2 separate regions of the Zea mays genome follow, and region 2 is linked to region 1. Evidence: chromatin contacts called from public Hi-C data. All regions are on one chromosome and are shown on one strand. Each heading gives the region's core, a stretch centred on a gene start, on an enhancer-like site or on the middle of the called end of the contact. The rest is flanking DNA. Distances are from core to core; before and after follow the strand shown.

Region 1 (4,621 bases), core at 351-2,850:
AAAATTAATGTATTTTTTAGCCTGTGGAAAAAACTAATTAATTTAATTTGCAGATGGCCTGACGCTAAGAATAGGTAAGGGAAAAAAATTGAAGATCTGCTGTTATCATAATTCATCAACGTATTCTCAAAGTACAAAATTGTGTTCATAGCAGTTGCTATTGTTCCCACAAAATTGAGCAATACGTAAATAAAACGGTGCCAAGACACATTAGAATTATTAATGTCCGCTGAGAGGAGGTTTTAGACACGACCGTGCACCACGTACTGATGACGTTCCACGTAGGAGGAGAGATAAAAGTTGAGCTAAAACGAAAAGTTTGAAGATTGAAATGCACTATATGATAGTTTTAGAATGGAACTTAATAAGGGACTACTCTGTGTAAGTCTTTACGACGACTGATGCAGGGGCTAATGATGAACCGATCGAGGTCGAAGATCATCGTCCACATGCATGCCGCGTTACAAGTTGCACGCAGGCACACAGGAGAAGGTTAAGGGTTTTTAGAAATTAAATAAAAGCCCCCCACCCCACCCCAATCGATGATCCGTGGACCGTGCCACCTTGTTTGACCCTTTTTGAAGCACATCAATCTCAGTCGCCAGCCAAGCCAACTCAGGCGTCGACCATTGAACGACCTGCTGTTTGGTGGTGTCTGGTGTCTTCTCCCCCTCCCAAGTGTACTTTTCAACCCCGGAGCCTCCTCCAGGTCGTCCAGCCTGCAGGTAGCCTCCAGCTCCAGGCCAACCGCCAGCCTCACCTTCCCCCCTCCGCCGCACTACTAGTCCATGTCCATGTCCACGCCCAGTCCTGCTATACTTTCCCGCTCCACTCACATCCACACGATGGCTGGCGCAAGTTCATGCATGCCCGGCCCACGCCCACGCGCGCGTACACATCTGCACACATAGCCACCATGCGTCATGCGTGTATACTTCTATATAAACAGCAGCGGCAGCGACGACCGACTCGATCACCAAGCCAAGCTCTAGCGCGGACATCCACGGAAGCCAGCCAGCCAGCCACAGGCCACAGCTATGGAGTACAACAACAGCAGCTCTCCCCCTCCTGAGCTCGCCGGCTGATGTATGGACACCCTCTTCGTGCTCGGCCAGGAGTCCCGGCTGCGCATCCTCCAGCAGGCAGCGGCGCGCGTCCCCGGCTGCGCCTACCTCTGCGCCTGGGCGGCGGCCATCCCCTCCCAGCCCCATCGGCCAGCTTCATCCTCTTCCTCGGCAGCTGCTGCCACCACCAGGTACCGTACGCGCGTGTACGTACCCTACACATATGCATGCATTGATCGATTGGGCGATTCGCCATGGATTGCATTGACATTATTACGTATGCCTGCCTGCCTGCCTGCCCGCAGCGCCCGCCTGCTGTGCTGCATCGACGCATGGCTCTGCGACGGCGGCCGGCCCAGCCTCGGTGACGACGCCCACCGCCTGCGCGCGCTCTTCGACGCCTACCGGGGCTCGCTTTGCGCACCCGTCTCCGGGTGCGTTGCATGCATATATACTATATCTACCATGCATCCATCCATGCCGGCCGGCCGGCGGCGACGACCCAACGTCGCGGGGACCGGGCGTCCATTGGCAATGCAACTTGAGGTTTCGTTCCTTTCGCTCATCAGCCATGGCCATGGCGCGCGATATGATTCGATCTCTGCCTATGCTCCTCGCGCAGGTGCGTGCCGGGGTGGGCGTACAAGGACGGCCGCGCGTACATGGAGCTGCCGGCACACGACCTCACGACCTCGGCGTCGCTGCCAGTGCAGCAACAGTTCTATCAGGTCGGTGCATGCATCTGCACTCCTTCGTCTAGCTTGTTGTGTGCTACTCTATATATATATTATCGCATTTGATTCTGGATTTCTTTCTCCTTCTTCTTGCTGTTGTTGGTTTCCCTCGCTTCACTTCATCGTCCTCAAATTAATCCTGAGCTGCTTTATTCTCGCTTGCTTGTGATGTTGCAGGAAGCTGGCATTCAGGTTTGTTTTCTTCATCACCGTAACTACACATGATCATCGAACGTGCAATAAATTAAAGCTATATACATGACTTCTCTATACACATGATCATCGACTTTTGGGGAATTGGCTTGCGCAGATGGCGGCATTCATGGGATGCGAGAGCGGCGAGGTCGAGATCGGCATGTATACGGCGCCAACTAGCGGGACGTCTCCGATGAGCCTGGAGTCGACCTTGCAGCAGGTTTTCTCGGAGGACTTCTTCCAGCAGTCGCTGCTGGAGGAACTGCTCCAGCTGCCACCGACGCGGCCATCGTCGCCGTCCGTCTCCGTGGGCAGCCCGGCGGCCGATGCCTTGACGTCGCTTCCCCGCACGATGGCCGCCACGCCGACGCCGTCCTCCTCCGTAGAGCGACGGGCGCCGCCGGTTCCACCGCCTCCTCCGCCCCACGCGCGCCCGCCGGTCTTCCCCGTCCCCTTCGCTCGGCACGGCCCAGGTCACGTCCGTTTCCCGAGCGCCGACACCGACGACGCCGCGATGGCGCAGGCCATGATCGACGTCATCTCCGGCGCCTCGTCTTCCTCGGCGCTCCCCACTCCACCGTCCACGGCCACGGCACCTCCTCCTCCGGGAAAGCACCACCGCGCGCGGCGGCGTCGTGGGGCGGCAACGGCGTTCCGGGCGTACAACGCGGCGCTGGCGCCCAGGGCGCCGTGGCGGCCACCGGGCGTCCCAGGGCAGCGCATGATCAAGATGGGCATCTCCATCCTGAGGAGGATGCACATGCTCAGGTTCAGTCGGGAGCGCACTGGCACCACGATGGCGCAGAGGGGCCAGGAGGGAGAGGATGACCTGTCGTCGCCGGCCGTGCCGACGAGCAGCCAGCTCAACCATATGATATCGGAGCGGCGGCGGCGGGAGAGGCTCAACGAGAGCTTCGAGGCGCTTAGAGGCTTGCTCCCACCGGGATCAAAGGTAAACTCCCCAATTACAGCATGATGATGGCTTGCTTGCTTGATTCATCTTTCAGGAAAAAAAATTATAGACGGTTTGCTTGTTGATTAATTACGCATCATCATTATATATAAATACATATCGTTATACTGTATAATATATCAACTCCATTTTTATTCAATTAAATTGAGAATTATTGCTTTTATCTATGCATGAAATACTACACAGTTAGGGCTTGTTCGGTTCTACCCCAATCCATATGGATTGAGGGGTATTGAGAGGTTTCAATCCCTAGTAAGTCAAAATTTCTCTCAATCTATATCAATTCACTATAATTCATATGGATTGAAAATAACCGAACAAACCCTTAGTCGTCCTATGCAATGCCTCTCAAGCTATTGCACGTGTACTAGTGAAATTTTATTTTCTTCAGTATTTGGGCGACGACCATTTGAGCTTATATACTTTTGATGCGTAGCTGCGTACTAGTCTTAAGCTTGTAGCAAAACAATACGGTAGCTTAAATCACAATGTTAATTATACACTGATTTGCATGTGCATTTCCATTACTGACAATGTAGAAAGACAAGGCTACTGTGCTGGCCAAGACGCTGGACTACATGAGCATTCTAGTAGCTCAAATAGCCGACCTCGAGGCGAAGAACCGGAGCCTGGAGAGCCGAGCTCAGCACCACCATCGGCACGCCAATGGCGGCTCCAATGGCGGGCGAGTAGTGGTCCTGCAGGGGCTGATGAGCGGCACGTCGTCTTCGGAGAGGGTGCAGGTCCACGTGACCGCCGGCGCCGGCGATGTCGGCACGTCGGCCTCGTCGCCGTCAGCAGGCCCGCCGCCGCCGGCCAGCCGGGAGGTGGAGGAGACCGTGCGGGTGCACGCGCGGGCGGCGCGGAGCGACGTGGCGGAGCTGGTCGCCCGCGCGCTGGCCGCGATCAAGGGCATGGGGCGCTTCACGGTGGTGGCCGTTGACGCCGGCCGGTCCAGCGATGGCGGCGGTGACTTTGCTCAGGCCACATTCACGCTGCGAGCGACGGTAAGCTTATTTATTGAATTAGTTGATATTTATAATTACACTTTTCGTTTTTTGGGTCACGAACATGGATTTGAGAAGCTATATGGACGCACACGTATCGGGATTAGAGAACGTATCTTATGAGCAAGGAGCCCTGCTGCTCCCATGAGCAAAATCAATCCAGACCACACCCTCCACATCCAACGGTGCTGCGTCAGGGGGGTTTTTGTAAAATGTACAGAGTTGCAAAGAACATTTTACAAAACCCCCTGACGCAGCACTGTTGGATGTGGAGGGTGTGGTCTGGATTGATTTTGCTCATGGGAACACCAACGCTCCTTGCGCACAAGATACGTTCTCTCGGGATTAATTAAACTAACTTGTTGAAAAAGGTTGATTCAGCGGTTCAGCCACACGCACGTACGGTTCCTTGTCAAGTTCCAAATTAAACTAATTTGAAGGAACAAATGGCAATGTTGTGGTGGGCATTAAATTTTTTTTCTCGAATTCACAAAAAAAAATTATGCATCATTTGCGTTAATATAGTACAATTTACAGCATAGAGTAACTTCAATAATAGTTCTCTAAACAACTCTCTAAATCTTACATTTAGAAGTGGACAGAAAGATTCTTCTCCGATAGTTCTTTAAATGAACTTGCTAAATTTAG
Region 2 (3,988 bases), core at 409-2,908, 150 kb before region 1:
TTTCTTTAAAAGATTTATGACATATCAAAACACATAGTAAAATACAACAACAAAAAAAGCTAGAATGAAAATTGCCATTTTTGAAGATATGATCTAATTTGGGGCTTCAAATCTTTCACTTAAACAAATATCATAAGACGAGGATGTGATCACCAAAGCATGCCCTAAGTGGCTGCAGCAAATGCCTAAAACAATAGTACGCTATTAAAGAAACAAGAAAAGTATAGAAGAATAAGAATACGCTAACTTCGAGCTAGTGGATAAGGTTGGCTAGGGGCAGGATGGAGGATTGAGCCACATCCACTTGTTTGGGGACTAAATGCCATCTCACAAGATTTCGAGATTATGTTAGACATGAATGACAGATCAGATGATGTTTGAAACTATATTATGGCTGATTTGGTGGAAGGAAAATTGGAGGGGCTCCACGGGAAACTTGATTAGCAAGGGAATTTCTACCCCATTGACCCTCTTCAATTCTCTTCCCACCAAATTAGCTCTTAGGACTAGTTTGGAAGGCACAAAACCGGAGTGGATTGGAGGCGCTAAAATTTAATATTTATTCAAATTTCCTCCTTATTCAATTTTAAATAAGCAAGAGATTTTAGCTCCTCTAATTCTCTCTGGTTTTAGACATCCAAACTAGCCCTTAGTGTGAAAAAAAATCTATTACCAAGCACGAATGTATCAGTCGTCAAGATTTCCCTTTTCAAATTTTTTTTGGAAGGGCCACACTGCCAATCGATTAAGAGAGAAAGGTGAGAGGCTGAGGTGCACCTGACACCACTCGGGTCCTAGCACCTTGCGAACTATACAACTAAAGCTCGACTGGGTCCTCATCAGCCTGTACTTAGGGCGGCCTGATAACTTCAGTCCCAGTGTATCTGTTTGGATCTTTGATCCGGGCATATGCGTTGTAGTTGCCATTTTTTAGCTAAACTATTTTCTCGGTTTTTAAATATTTGTAGTTCGCTAGTTTATTTTATAACTAAAACGCGACAAAATAAAAAAATTAAGAGAGTACTATTTTCTATTTGATTACAAAGATACGCTGCCCTCTCGCGTATTCTCAAAATAGAAAGTGATGCTAATCGTACATGCCTGGAGGACATTCTTCATGTGCCTCATGTTTCTTTAGCATCAGGCCATAAACACATTTTTCATTTCTTTGGGACACAAGAACACGTGGTGAGCAGCACACGACTCCCGCTTGCTTCCTTCTTGCGGCGCAGAGAGCCAGGCGCCGCGAGGCGCGGCAGAGAAACCGCGACTGATCGATCAACGAGCGGAATATTGTTTTTTTTTTGTTTCGTGAGCTTTCTCTTCATTTCAGCCCATTATTTAATAAGCCCAGACCATAGACTACTCACTCGCGTACTGGCTATGGGACCAAAAAAAAACACACAAACGGCAAGGCCCAATTGAGTCCACATGGATGGACGCTGATAGCCCCTTGCCAAGCGAAAGCGAGGCTTTAGTAGGCCAACTCTGAGTGAAATTTGGGCTTCTACTCTGGTGGGCCTTGCTCGACTCAGAATCTCGGGCCAATGCGAGCCGTTCAATCAGTTTTTTCGGATACCACATCCAACGGCTGAGATCGCGTGCGCGCAACCTTAGGCACGAGGTCCAAGTATTGCGAGCTGCGCCTCCATAAGACGGCTCGTCGGCAACGCTAGGGTTTTTGGCTACTCCGCCTCCGCTCTCCCCCCTGCTGCGCGCTACTCGCCCGATCTCGCGGTGCTGGTAGCGGTGAAAATGTAGCGAGAGAAATTCGTGTTATTGTCTTGATTTATAGTGTTCTACTCGTGTTTGATTTCGCTGATTTTATTTTCTTCTTCTTCTGTTGCTGTTATGCAGATCTGAGATCGAGTGAAGCTAGCTTTTCATCGATATGGCGCTTGTAAGTGTTTTTTCTAACTAGCACTAGTTATTTAAGTACCTATTTAAGTAGTATGTTGCTCTTAGATTTTCGAAATGCTAGGGGCGTTTAAGTAGCTTGTATTAGCGTGGTTATTTTATTGTAATTTCCATTCGCGGGTTTCTGTGGATTACTACTGTGCAGCCTACATCGTGGATATATGTTATATCTCACATTAACATAAGATTTGGTCGCTAAATTATTGTCCATGGATGGATATAGTTGATTACCCTTATCTTGTTTGCCTTACCTGTTTGTTAGTTACATCTTGGCCCATTTTGACTCGTTAGAGATTGAATTCATTTAGATGCTTACTGAAGTTATGAAAATGGTATCACCTCCCATTTATTCCCATCATCAGATGGTATAATTAGAATGAAGTTGTGACGTAGCAGACGCCTCCTGTTTCACAGGTGATTTCCATAGTGGTTTTATTTAAACATATGGTCGGTCTTTGCCACTCTTTTAGCCAGGCATTCATTGCTTTTAACATTAGGTAGTCTCTGATGCTGATTTGCATAGTAGTTTTCTTTTAACATGTTTGTATATTAATATGCTGCAAGCTGACGAGCATCAAGTCATAGACGATATAATTCTTGCTCTGAGCTTATAATTTTGTGTTAACATGTTACATGTTTGTTGTTTCCAATACAATAAAAAACTCACTCAACTTTTCCCTGAGCTGATAAGCAGAATAGAGTTTAGTTCTGACTCTTCTGACTGAGCACAAAAGGCATATTCAACTTTTCAAGCCCATTTGACTTTATATTTTCCTAACTTTTGTACTAGAGATAGGCATCAGTATGTAGTTGTGGTCTTCTTCATATGATTCCACACTGTTATCAGTTGACACCAATTGTTTACTGGCTTCAGTTGTGCTAGATCAAAGATTGTTTTTTTTCTTTTTCTTTAATTTTTTCTGATTGTCTGATTGATTCTGCAACTTATATTATTAGTTTTTCTGATATATATATGTTTCAGATTGTGATATGTTATGTGTCGGTATGTAGCCATCTGACCAAACCTTCTGCACTGTGTAGGTACTGCATGCTGGCAGTAGTAACAAAAATGCATTCAAAACACTAATTGCCGCGGATTACAGCGGCATCAAGGTTGAGTTGGTAAAAGACTTTCAAATGGGGGTTTCCAACAAAACACCAGAGTTCCTCAAGATGAACCCTATTGGGAAGGTATAAAAAATTCTGTATATGTTAAGATGGTGATAAATAGTCTAGGATGTAATTTGGGCGCTTCTTTGCAGGTTCCTGTCCTGGAGACACCTGATGGTCCTGTCTTTGAGAGCAATGCAATAGCAAGATATGGTAATTTAAATGTTGCAACAATTGGTTTGTTTAGTCTTTTGTTTGCATTTATTTGATTGAGCACCGAATTCTGTCATCTCCCTGAAGTTACTCGCTTGAAGGCTAACAACCCACTTTACGGATCTTCACTGATTGATTATGTGAGTAATGTTCAATATTTCATTCAAATTAATTTTATATTTCTTGAATTTTTTTGCTTAGATGTTTCTGTCCGTTTGAACCTGTGCTTGTTTCAGGCCCATATTGAGCAGTGGATGGACTTTGCTGCGACAGAGGTTGATGCCAGCATTGGAAAGTGGTTGTACCCACGTATGGGGTTTTATCCCTATGCTGCTGTGGTATGTATTGCCATGTGGGTAGCACTTCTTTCTCAATAGCTTGATTGTAGTCTCATATTCTCATTTGCTCAACAGACAGAAGAATCAGCCATTGCTGCTTTGAAGAGAGCATTCGGTTCCCTGAACACCCATCTTGCATCAAACACATTCCTTGTTGGGCATTCAGTGACACTTGCGGATATTGTGCTGACATGCAATCTTTATATGGGCTTTAGCCGTATCTTGACTAAGAGTTTTACCTCAGAGTTCCCTCATATTGAGAGGTACTTCTGGACCATGGTTAACCAGCCAAACTTCAAAAAGGTCATTGGTGACGTGAAGCAGGCAGAAGCTGTGCCACTTCTTCCAAAGAAGATTGCTCCGGCCAAAGAGCAGAAGCCTAAGGAAGCCAAAAAGGAGGCCCCGAAGCC

Evidence for each region. Hi-C and Micro-C count contacts between places; a contact is called where the count stands out from the background.
Region 2: a Hi-C map of leaf shows a contact between it and region 1, with 2.0 times the contacts expected there. The contact joins the promoter of LOC100381466 here to the promoter of LOC103627097 in region 1. A contact is called at or near these places in 4 of 25 Hi-C or Micro-C datasets (leaf and tassel).

What each region holds. Positions count from the first base shown.
Region 1 is chr5:158,330,236-158,334,856 of Zm-B73-REFERENCE-NAM-5.0, reverse strand. It overlaps LOC103627097 (putative transcription factor bHLH041), which reads left to right and starts at 1,600. Exons shown (of 5, transcript NM_001370915.1): 1 at 1,600-1,792; 2 at 1,976-1,990; 3 at 2,109-2,945; 4 at 3,506-3,973. The coding sequence starts at 1,727.
Region 2 is chr5:158,479,048-158,483,035 of Zm-B73-REFERENCE-NAM-5.0, reverse strand. It overlaps LOC100381466 (putative elongation factor 1-gamma 2), which reads left to right and starts at 1,658. Exons shown (of 8, transcript NM_001361431.1): 1 at 1,658-1,757; 2 at 1,858-1,900; 3 at 2,959-3,108; 4 at 3,180-3,240; 5 at 3,328-3,380; 6 at 3,477-3,578; 7 at 3,654-3,988. The coding sequence starts at 1,892.